2 separate regions of the Callithrix jacchus genome follow, and region 1 is linked to region 2. A link is a contact called in public Hi-C data. All regions are on one chromosome and are shown on one strand. Each heading gives the region's core, a stretch centred on a gene start, on an enhancer-like site or on the middle of the called end of the contact. The rest is flanking DNA. Distances are from core to core; before and after follow the strand shown.

Evidence for each region. Hi-C and Micro-C count contacts between places; a contact is called where the count stands out from the background.
Region 1: a contact with region 2 is called in a Hi-C map of induced pluripotent stem cells, with 2.1 times the contacts expected there. The contact joins two enhancer-like sites. A contact is called at or near these places in 3 of 3 Hi-C or Micro-C datasets (induced pluripotent stem cells and skeletal muscle).

What each region holds. Positions count from the first base shown.
Region 1 is chr10:100,743,683-100,749,329 of calJac240_pri, reverse strand. All of the region lies in intron 3 of SLC1A2 (solute carrier family 1 member 2), which reads left to right. Among named protein-coding and RNA genes, the nearest start is that of SLC1A2, 18 kb to the left of the region's middle. Within about 2 kb of position 2,084, at least 2 of the 16 cell types and tissues checked have an H3K27ac peak or open chromatin away from gene starts, as enhancers often do.
Region 2 is chr10:100,355,511-100,361,706 of calJac240_pri, reverse strand. No RefSeq gene overlaps it. Among named protein-coding and RNA genes, the nearest start is that of PDHX, 89 kb to the right of the region's middle. Within about 2 kb of position 3,811, at least 5 of the 16 cell types and tissues checked have an H3K27ac peak or open chromatin away from gene starts, as enhancers often do.

The sequences.
Region 1 (5,647 bases), core at 835-3,334, 390 kb before region 2:
GTTAATAGGGTTCAAGGAGGTTACGAGAATAATCAGTTGGGCAGCAGCTCACCTAGTGAAGCCAAAAATGTATTTGTCACAGTCAATCATGTCTGCATGCTGCTGTCTGGGAAAATTATAAACTCCTATATCTGCAGTTCTTTTAAAATGCAGTGAAGTTTCCTCAGTGGAGGAGTCTTTGAACTCATCCTCTGTCTTTCCCAGCATTCCTGCCTCCTCTTAGAATCATGTCTATTTCCTTTCCTTGTTCTTTGTGAAGGAAAACAAAGAGAAGCGAGAGTAATTTGATGTTCAGATACAAAGAAGGGATTTCTTAAGTCAGAGCTGATTTTTCAATTACATTAGTAAAAAACATCCAGGGCTTGAAAACTGATTTAGAAAAAGAAAAGTTACCAGAAGCAGACAACATTGTTACGTTAATCTTTTAGCTTTTTTTCTTTTTCCTTCCTTTCCTCCTTCCTTCCTTCCTTCCTTCCTTCCTTCCTTCCTTCCTTCCTTCCTTCCTTCCTTCCTTCCTTCCTTCCTTCCTTCCTTCCTTCCTTTCTTTTTTAGACAGAGTCTCCCTCTGTCACCAGGCTGGAGTGCAGTGGCATCATCTCGACTCACTGCAACCTCCTCTTCCTGAGTTCAAGTGATTCTCCTGCCTCAGCCTCCCAAGTAGCTGGGACTACAGGCACGCATCACCACGCCCAGCTGATTTTTTTGTATTTTTAGTAGACATGGCGTTTCACCATGTTGGGCAGGATGGTCTCAATTTCTTGACCTTGTGATTTGCCCGCCTCAGCCTCCCAAAGTGCTGGGATTACAGGCCTGAACCACCATGTCCTGCCAATCTTTTGACTATTAAAGAGACACTTAGTATATTTAATCAGTTTCAATAGAGTTTCCTTACTCTGGTTTTCTATGGATCTAGAAATAATACCTTGTAGTTGATATGTGTGTTTTCCAGCATCCTAAATAAAAATGTTGGATATTCTTATATTTCCTGAAATGGAGTTCTTTTCTGGAGTTTTCTGGTGACTGGACATGTTGGGGGATATTTATTGCATCCTGGTGGGATATGAGAAAAAAGCCATGGCTGGCATCTTCTTTCTTGACTGTGTGAGTCTTCACAGTGTGAGTCCTGTGATTGGATGAAAGACCAGTTTATAAAATCCCCTTCCTGAGCCTTATGGGAAGGTCTTCAGCTGAAGCTGTCCTCATCATCTTGATGGAAAATGCTAGAATTCTCCTAGATTCAGAGCTAGGGCACGCAAACTGCTGTTTCTGAAGTGAAAGTAGAGTCAAAGCCGAGATGCTGGGTTTTGTTGTCTGCTCTGATAGGGAAGCCATTGTTAGTTGAGAGAACCAAGAATATACAGATTTTATTTTTACTTTATTTGCTTTCTCTCTTCCTCTGAAGACTCTCAATGGGGTTCAAGGCAAGTAAACTCCAGATCTCAACACAAAATTCACATTTGATTCTCCAGTGGTCCGACAGACCTGAACAATTTGCGCAGCAGGGGGCACTGTTGAGCCACAGCTCTGAATTTTCCTGCTGCTTTGAAGCGAGAGCAAGACGGCAAATTACTTCTTTCCCAGGCCCGGCACCAGCTTTGTCTTGATTTCCAAGAAGGGAAGCCCAACCACTTTGTTTATATTCCAAGTGACCTGGAGTAACAACTGGGGACCAGCTCTCTGGAGGCCAAGGCTACACCTGGGACAACTGGCTAAGGTTGAAAACGAGTTGACAGCAGTTGCCATTCACCCCCAAATCCTGGGTCCTTATCCTCATCCTTGTCTTTGTCCTCTTGGATTCCCCTGGGAGTCATCAGCGGGGGTTGGAACGAGATTTGCTGGTTCCGGAGCTCGGGTATGTTCAGCCTGGTTTTGTCTGGGTTATTGAAAAATGTTTTAAGGTGAATGGGGCAATCCTGGATTGGAAGGGAGGGCTTTAAAGCAGGAAGTCTAGGCACTCAAGGGATTGAAAACACATTTGGAAAGGGTTGGAAAGGCCCCAAAATCAACAACACAGGAATGGAGGCATGAAAACAGGTCTTTTCAAAATGACTTACCAGCCACCCCCAAAGTCTAGCTTCCAACCCAAAGGGAAGCAAGCAACAAAATTAAAATAGGAGTGAAAATGATGTGTTTTTGTTAAAGGGTACACTGCCTTAAGAGGTGCCCGTGGAGAAGCAGGGACTGATCCTTGTGTCTGTGTCCATATGTTTGTTTAGAGGGGACTTTCCCTCTTTGCCTTTGAGCTAAGCTCCTGAGGCAAGCCAGCAAGAGGAAGATGTTCCCTTGTTTTCTGGGAGCAGGAATATCAGGATTCTGTGCAGCTGAGGTGGCCGTGATGAAGCAGGGACTGGTCCATGCATCCATATGTTTGCTTAAAGAGGACTTTCCCGGCTGCACACGGTGGCTCTTGCCTGTAATCCCAGCACTTTGGGAGGCTGAGGCTGGCGGATCACAAGGTCAGGTGTTCGAGACCAGCCTGGCCAACAGTGAAACCTCATTTCTACTAAAAATACAACAATTAGCCGGGCATGGTGGTGTACAACTGTAGTCCTAGCTACTTGGGAGGCTGAGGCATGAGAATCACTTGGACCTGGGAGGCAGAGGTTGCAGAGCTGAAATTGTGCCACTGCATTCCAGCCTGGGTCACAGGGTAAGAGTCCATCTCAAAAGAGAGAGAGAAAAAAAGAGGACTTTCCCCCTATGCCTTTGAGCTAAGCTGCTGAGCCAAGTCAGCAAGACAAAGATGTTCCCTTATTTTTAGGGAGCAGGAAAATCAGGATTCTGTCCAGCTGTGGCTCTAGTGTCTAGTTAGGGGGCATTTTTAATTAACCCATGAGTTCTCATGCCATAAGATCACAGGGTATTTGTTGAATAAATAAATGAATGCAACCAAAGAGCTCAGTGGATGAGTTCTGTACTTCAAGAATGTCTGGCTTCTCCATCAAGAGAATCTTAGATTATTTGGGCATAAATATGGGAACCCTGGGAAGCAGGCCCTGCTTTATGGATATGTGACTTAGACAGTCCATGGTTTAAGGCTCTGCTGTTATCATTTTGAAATTTTTAATTCGGACAAGGGGATTTCAAGGTTTCATTCTGCACAAATTATGTGTAGACCCACACATTATGTAGGCAGTCCTACAGGGAAGCCACACGTGTGCAGGCTTGTATGAAATCCTCTTACTGGTGACAGTGAACATGGTAAAGATGACAGATGACCTTGAGACAATCTGCCTTCTGGCAGTGCAGTAGAATATTCTCATAAGTCGATACTTTCATAAAACAGCTTCTGAGCCAGTGTTGCACGGCAGTTAAGAGGATGTGTTTTGTAGGCAGAAAGACCTAGGCAAATATTCCTGTTCCACCACTCATTACCTGTGTGACTTCAGGGAATTTACTCAGTTTCTTTATCTGTTAAATAGGACAATATCACCCACCTGATGGGGTTTTGGAAAGGATGAAGGCAGGGTGTATGTGAAGCGCTTGGCATAGTGCCTGGGACATAGAAGACCCTGTGATGGTGGCTGTCATTGTTCTTGGAATAGCATTACTGTGTTCCTTTTAGTCTGTTGAACTTAGAAGGGGTTATCCCTCAGTCTCTTGAGTTTGCAAATTAGGCTGCTAACACTTGGTGCAGACCCACAGGTATGTTTGCTAATTCTTTCCCACAGAGCCACAGGTGATAAGATTAGAAAGTAGGCCCTGGGCTTCTTTGATCAAGTGAGTGCTGTGTTTGCACTAGAAGGGCTGTTTGAAGATTTTTCTCTTAGGTGCTTTTAATCCATAACTATTTTTACTGACAACGCTTCTGACTCCAAATGCACGGTGTCTTTCGGGCCACCAGGCGAGTGTCCTGCGAGTCAATTCAATTCTGATATTATCCATCTGGACTGTGGCTATCCCATAGGTTGAGGACTCAGTCCCACAAGGCTGCCTTCACTTCAGGTGTCAGTCACAAGTCCCAGATTGTTGCTGGTACTCCTGACTGACAGGCTGTAAATTCAGGGGGTTTCCACAACACCTTCCTCAAGTTCAGTAATTCCACAGAACAGCTTACAGAACACAGGGAAACATTTTACGGATATTTACCAGTTTATTATACAGGATGCAACTCAGAAACAGCTAAGTGAAAGAGATGCCATGGGCAAGGTATCGGGGAAGGGCTCGGAGCTTCTGTGCCTCTCTGCGTGGGTCACCCTCCCAGTTCCTGGATGTGCTCACCAACCCAAAGTTTCTCAGACTGCATTGTTTAGGGGTTTTCATGGAGGGATTATTACATAGGTACGATTGATTAAATCATTGGCCATTGGTGATTAATTCGACCTGTGGGTGGCACTGAAAGTTCTAACCCTCAATTTTTCTGGTGAGCAGTACCCATCCTGAAGCTTCAGCCACTGGTCATCTCATTCACATACAAAAGTCACCCAAAGGTTTTAGCCATATGCCGGGAACTTGGGACAAAGACCAAATGTTTTTTGTTATATCACAACCCTATAATATCAAAGTCTCCCCAAACAAGGTGTACCTGACTTTCCACTCATTTGTTCATTCATTCATTCATTCACAAACTTTCTAAGACTATAGCTGATTGTTTCAGTTGATGTTGGGTGGGAGACAGGAGAAAACGAGGTTTCAAGCCTAGGTCAGGCAGCCACTAGGCAGGGGCATCATGGAGGGCCCCGAGCCTTGGAAGGAGGGGGTGGACTGGATGACTGTTGCTTCCTTTAACACTGAGGGTCTACCCTCACCAATATCAACAAGTGGTGCTTTAAGATTTCCAACCCCTTAAAGCATCTCGAAGGTCAAGATGAGTCTGACTGAGAAATATGTGACAGAATGTTGCAATTAGCAGGTAAGTAGGTACATGGATAAAAGGAATGTATGTGGTATAGAAAAAAATGCTCATCTCCCAAATAAAACATTAAAAAAATAGCATGCAGCTAGGATGTGTAAACCAAAAATAAAATTCTAAGCTCCCAAGTCAATGAATGGACCCCTTCTCCCAACCAAAATCATTCTAAAGCTAACCTGAAACACTAGTACAAGCCATGATAGGGATGGGTGGTTGGACACGCCTCATTATACCCTCCTTTAGTTGGAATTCAGGCACAGCTGACCAGCATTAACATTAACACAGAGACCTTAAGAGTGACAGAAGAGACTCTTCGTAGCAATAAGATATCTACTGATAGATAACAGATCCTGAAAGAAATCAAAGTATTTCACCCACAAATATATTTTTTAACATTTCGAAATGCCCTGCGAAGGCTGTCTCTTGTGGGGGAAAATCTACATTTTGTAGAAAATCTTGTTCCCTTTCCAGGTCTTCTTTTTTCTGCTCCAAGAGAGAATTAACTAAGAGTCTGGCACATTTTTAAGTCTGATAAGAAACACTTATAGTCTATTCTCTCTGAAGTCAGCTACCTGTAGACCTAATCTGCATAATAAGAATCTTGGTCCCGACAATGCCTTATCTTAACCTGGATATTCCCTTCTATTGACTGCAGGTCTTTAAATAAACTCTTTCAACCAATCACCAATCAGAAAATCCTTGAATCTATCTATCATACTTCCTTGCTTCCAGTTGTCCTGTCTTTTGGAACCAAACCAATGTGCACCTTACATGTATTGATTGATGTTTTATGTC
Region 2 (6,196 bases), core at 2,562-5,061:
GGTATAAATTGCCTAAGCACAGAGATGAGGCAGTGGGAAATGCATAAAGCAAACCACATGCCTCTGTTTCTAACTTCTTTGCCATGCCCAAGAATAGTCTGTCAAATCAAGTTAGACTTTCTGTCTTTGAAATCATGCATTTACAGAGCGTAAGGAAGTTTTCCAATGGAAATGTCATTATTCTAAAAAAATAACAATAAAAAAAAACAGCTCAAGTAATGCCCTAATCATTTCCTATTATTGCTTGTATCTGGACTTGGATGCTCCTTGTAGCTGCAGGATTTGGAAGCTGTTCAGAAAAACAACTGGATTGCTAATAATCCCTGAACAATTCTTTTTATTTTTTTCTGTGGACATTAGCCTTTTAATTTTTCCACAAGGAATTCTGGGCCAATTTAACTAATAAATAACAGAATTTTCTGAGTGCATGGTACTTTTGCTTCATCTGATTTCATGGCTTTCCTGCTCCATGACAACCCACCATCTTTTCCCTCATATGTATATTTTATGATGTTTTTTCAGGTATTTAAAAGAAAAGCTTTAACACTTTTGCTGAAGCTAAGATGCCTCAGTTTTCATTATTGACTTCATTGGCCTGGAGGTGTTACAGAGACTACCTAGTTTCAAAATTACTTGCTCAGTCACGTTGTCCACAATTGACTCTCAGTAGGTAAAAAGGAAGATGGCCGAATAGGAACAGCTCTGGAGTGCATGCAGTTCCCAGCGAGAATGCAGAGTGATCACAGCATTTCCAAATGAGTTTTTACTGCCCACAGACCAGGAGATTCCTGGGCTGAAAAGTGCTACAAGTTTTCACCATGGCTGTTTCTGCTGGTGCTGCAGGTCTCTGCACAAAATCTCACAGAAATCTGGGCAGCCATTTCAACTGGCTCCTGGAACACCTGGGATACAGAGCCACCCATTCAACTGAAAAAAAGGGGGATGAAACAGGGAGCCAGGTGATCTGGCTCAGCAGGTCCCACCCCTGACAAAGACCGGCATTCTGAAACACTCTGGATTGAGAGTTTCGCAGCAAGCACAGCTGGACCCAGGACAGTCCTGCTCAGTGGGGGGAAGGGTGTCTGCCACTACTGAGGCAGTCCACCACTACCAAGGCAGTCCACCATTACTGAGGCAGTTCTAACTGTACCTCTGTAAACAAAACTGCACAGAAGTTCACACAGCAGACTACCTCCTTGTTGGTCAAGGCATCTCTGAAAACAGGCAGTAGCACGTCAGGAACTTATACATAAAGCCCCACCTTCCCAGGACAGAGTACCTGGGAAAAAAGGCAGTTATGAGTTCCACTGCAGCAGACTTAAACATACCTGCCCAGCAGCTTTGAATGGAACAATGAAGCTCCCAGTTCAGCACTTGAGCTCCTATAAGGGACAGACTGTCTCCTCAAGAAGCACTTGAGCTCCTTTAAGGGACAGACTGTCTCCTCAAGCAGGTCCCCAATCCCCTTATATCTAAGGAGACACCTCATAATGGAGAGCTCAGGCTGACATCTGGTGGGTACCCTTCTGGGACGAAGATAACAGAAGAAGAAACCAGCAGCAATGCTTACTGTTGCGCAGCTGCTGCAGGTGATCCCTAAGCAAGCAGGGTATGGAGTGAACCTCCAGCAGTCCTACAGCAGAGAGGCCTGACAGTTAGAAGGAAAACTAAGAAACAAGAAATAACCTCAACATCAACAAAAAGGACATCCACTCAGAGACCACAATTGACTCTCAGCCTAGCAAAAGAGAAGAAAAGAAGTTCTTGTGTTTACTGTCTGGAATATACCCTTATGGTAGTATGCAGCCTCCCCAGATCCCCTCAGTTAGGGTCACATTTCCTATTTTACAGTTACAATGCAACAGACTCTGGGTACTGTTCAATGAATATAGATTTAATGTAATAGGTATATTTCTGCAAACATATATGTAAATGAGGATTTTGTAAGCACCATTTAAAATTACCTGAAGGGTATTTTCTAAGTAACTGTAAAACTTTTTGTAAAGCAAAACTCCTTTTAAAAATAACATAATTATTTATTTAATGTGTTTTAAGTTTAGGTTTCATGGACTAATTTCAAAAAATGATGGAGGCCACCATCTTTTTCATTTGTTGAGTAAGCTTCACACCAACACAAGAGGCCATCACGCTTTGCCCTCAAGCTTTACTAAACAATGACATTTGAGCATCTGGGCTACCGAGACAGAAAAGTTCCCCCATGAGTCAGCAGCCAGCCCCAGCAAAATATCTCATGGTTCCAACTAACTAACCCACAGCCTTTCATATTCAGTTCTGCTTTCTCAGTGGTCTCTAGGAGTCTAATTTCTGGTTAGGAACTAAGAAATTGGGTTGATTTCCATTTCCATAGGACAGCAGGATATCCGCAGGATGGCAGGGGGGCTGGCCCAGTACCCCAAGTTAGCAGTAGTGAAAAGAGTGGCTGAGCCCCAGGATCTGGAGCATATTAACTCTTTCCCACCTCAAACCCTCATACCACCCTCCACCCCATGAGGTCCTGAAGGAGATGAGCAGAGAACAAGACCTGGCAAAGAGAGGTTGTTGATGGGGTTCCTACCTCAAGCCCTGATGTCTTACCTTAGACTCATCTCCAGGAGTGGGGCCCTGGGTTTCATATTAAAAGCAGGGCATATTGGTATATTTCTCCCCTAACCCCCACCACCACTGCCATTGGAATGCCTAAGGTCAGTGGTGCGCTGAAGCTGGCTTGTATCAGCTTGTGAGGGCTGACTGTTAAATTTTTAAGAACTTTGCAAGCTGATTATTGAACACAGCCATTATTAAAAGCTAAATTATATAAGCTTAGAATTCAACAAATTATATCAAAAGCAAAAATAATACTCAAAGCTCACCTCTTCCTAGTCATTTGTTCTTGAAGTTTTTACCTCTGTTGTATTTTTAATGGTGGAAACAGTACATAATGATGTACAACTATGCATCTCTTCCTAAGTCTACACTCAGGGACAATACATTGGAAGCTTGAAATCAGAGCATTTATACCACAGGAATCAGCAAATGCTACAAATCTGGGATTGATTTATTGTGTACTGTCTCTAGACAATCCACAATAAATGTCATGTTTGTAGCTGGTACACTGTGAATAGCACAAAATTTGAGAAAATATTCTTCCAGTATTTGAAAGTTGTCTGATTCAGTAGAGAAAGTACTCTCTTCATCGACAAACAAGTGAACTTCTAACTTATGTCATTGTTGTTTTAACTTTTATCTTATTCTGTTGTGTAAAGGAAAATATCAACCAACAATCAGGTCAGAAACCATAGTTATTCATCAACTGCAACCATAGTTTGACTGCAAATGAAAGAGTTCTGTAAGACAGGGAAAGCATTCTGTGATAACATACGATAAAGAGTGTTATATGTTCTATAATTCTTTGTAAGTTGTATATTTTACTACTTGTAAATCAGTAAAATTTATAACAGACTTACAATTGGTTATATATGCACATGCACGTCTTCTCCAAAGAGCTGCTTGTTAAACATTTACCTGGCTCACTACTGCCTAAGCGAAGAACAGAAACAGGTTAAACAGCCTCCCAGGCTTCTATGCCATAGGTTCACAACCTTATCTCAGCCCTTTAGTTTACTCTTCTCCTGTCAAGAAGAAAACAAAGAATAGAAACCTTTGTATAAATAGATCAAAAGGAAAAGAAATATTCCCTAAGATCCAAGGCAGATAATTTAATCTGCCTAATCCAGCCCTTCCTAAGAAGGCTGCCTCTCAAGTAGGAATGGCTTGAGGCTGATCTGACCACATCTGCCATGTGGATAAACTGAGAGCAATCTTAACAGATGGCAGCCTTGGGACTGAAGCCTAATAGTCTCCCTTTTAATGAATCCACATCAGATGGCTCCTTGGTGGCAGTGGGGAATAAGAAGGGAACAAAAGCAGTTTCTATTGCTTCTGGGTCAGATCTCGTACATGTTTGGGGGTACATAACAAAAGATCAGTGAGCATTTCTGCCTTCCACCACGTGGAGTTCATGTGAACACCACAGCTTTGTGTACAATTATTTTAAAATCATCATTACTTCTATTTGAAAACATCCTGGTAAAGGTGAAATAAAACACAAATAACAGACAAATATATGGAATCTTTAAAAATCCTGTTGTTACTCAATGGTCTTGTTTGGTCTTTAGGCCAATGCTAATAACCAACACTAACCACTAAGGAGTGTCTTTTGGTGCAGGAAGAAAAATACAGTGAAACTTTAAATTTTGCTTTTTAAATGGCCAGCTTTGCCTCTCATCAAATCAGATGACTGACTGACCATATTCTTCTTGAGCTCCTGTGCATGTGCCTATTTAACATTTTTTATATACTTCCATAAAATTGTATGTTCTATATTTTTCATAAAACGTAAGTATTTTTTGATGTTAGTCTTATTCCCCCCTACACCTTCTCCTTAATAATTTTTTCCCTTAAAAAAAGCAAAAGTCCACCAAATATCTCTTATCTGAGTATCATAAGGTAGAAACCTTGGCTAAAGAGTCATTCCCTCATTAAAGGAAGTGCAATTTTTCATTTCTGAAAAACCACAACTGGGAGAGATTTTAAAAAGGAGTCTTCAGGCTAGTTGCTTTTCAATGTCTTATTTATGGTATCATAAAAAATAAATATACAAGATGACTTATGTGGCCTCCAAATAAGAAATGAGTCAATGCTACTAGCATAAAATGTTCACATGTCAAGCCACTTTAAGAGAGAGACTGGCCTCAGAATATTGTACAAAAAAGCATGTTATGGGCTAGTCTTGACAAACAGTGCTTTTACTTTATCAGTATGTTTTTGACAGCTAGGCACAGAACAATCCAGCAGGATTCCCCCAGTTCCTCAAAAAAGGAATGCATTTGGTGGTGGGTCAGACTGACACATTGAAAGAGTTGGAGCAGGGATGAGTGGGAAATCCAATCAGTCTGGCATCCTTACAGGGTGTGAGCCTTGTGTTAATACTGTACAAAATAATTTTGTTGGTAATAGTAAGAATGAGGGGACAAGGGACATACTTTAAACTTGCAAAATAATCTGGGGAAAACCAAGGAGGTATTTCTACCTGCCAATCTCTGCTAACTGCATAGAAAGAGCATGTACTTTCAACCACAAGGATGTTTATTACATTTTCCTTTTAAAATTTTATTAGACTTTTCTCCCCTGTAACTTGTCATCCCAGAGCAAAACTAAAGAACTCTTCAGTCATCACCCTATAACTTGTCCTCTAAATACGAACACTGAGGTATTATTTTCCCTTTTGACTCCTAATTTTTAATTCACACCAGCTACCACCCCCTTCAGAAGGTTAAAGGAATACACTATACATTAATATTAAAATCTAAAGGAAATCAAATGTCAAATTACTGTGGTTTTAGCCACAGCCTTATTTCTATGATATGTGCAATCCCTGCAGAAGATGCTCCCCAGAAGTTCAACAGGCTGTGTGCACTATATCAAAAGAGAGCTATTACTCGACTCATAAATATCTTTTTAATGTGCTGAACTCCAAAATTTCTTAAGAAATAGATATTTTTAAAAGGAGACTTGTGAGACTCTGGGGTCAGACTGCCTGCCTTGAATCTGGTCATTGTGTAATCTTAGATTTGAGTTACTTAATGAACCTCCTGTGAAATACGAATACCTTTCTGTGAAATATTGGTAACGCAGTCTATCTTATTGGGTTTTAGGGAAGACTTAATGAGCTAATAATATGTATAAAATATTCAGAACAATGTCTGGAATACAGTAAGTTAGCTATTAGTATCATATTACATTTTCACGGTCAGCATATGTATAATTTGAAGAAAAGGTATTTACTTAATGAGAACCAAGTAATTAGATAACTAGAAAAATACTGAAATATCTAGCTAGAAAATGATAGTCCTATAATTTCCCAAGTAAAATGATACTTATTAATCTATATGTACCAGTTTTTCCATTTTTAAGACTTTAAAAATGCCAGGCCTGGTGGTTCATGCCTGCAATCCTAGCACTTTGAGAGGCTGAGGCAGGAGGATCACTTGAGGCCAGGACTTTGAGACCAGCCTGGGCAACAAAGCAAGATCCCCATCTCTACAAAAAAAATAAAAAATTAGCCAGGCACGATAGTACACACTTGGAGTCTCAGCTTAACAGGAGGCTGAGGTGGGAGGATCTCCTGAGCCCAGAA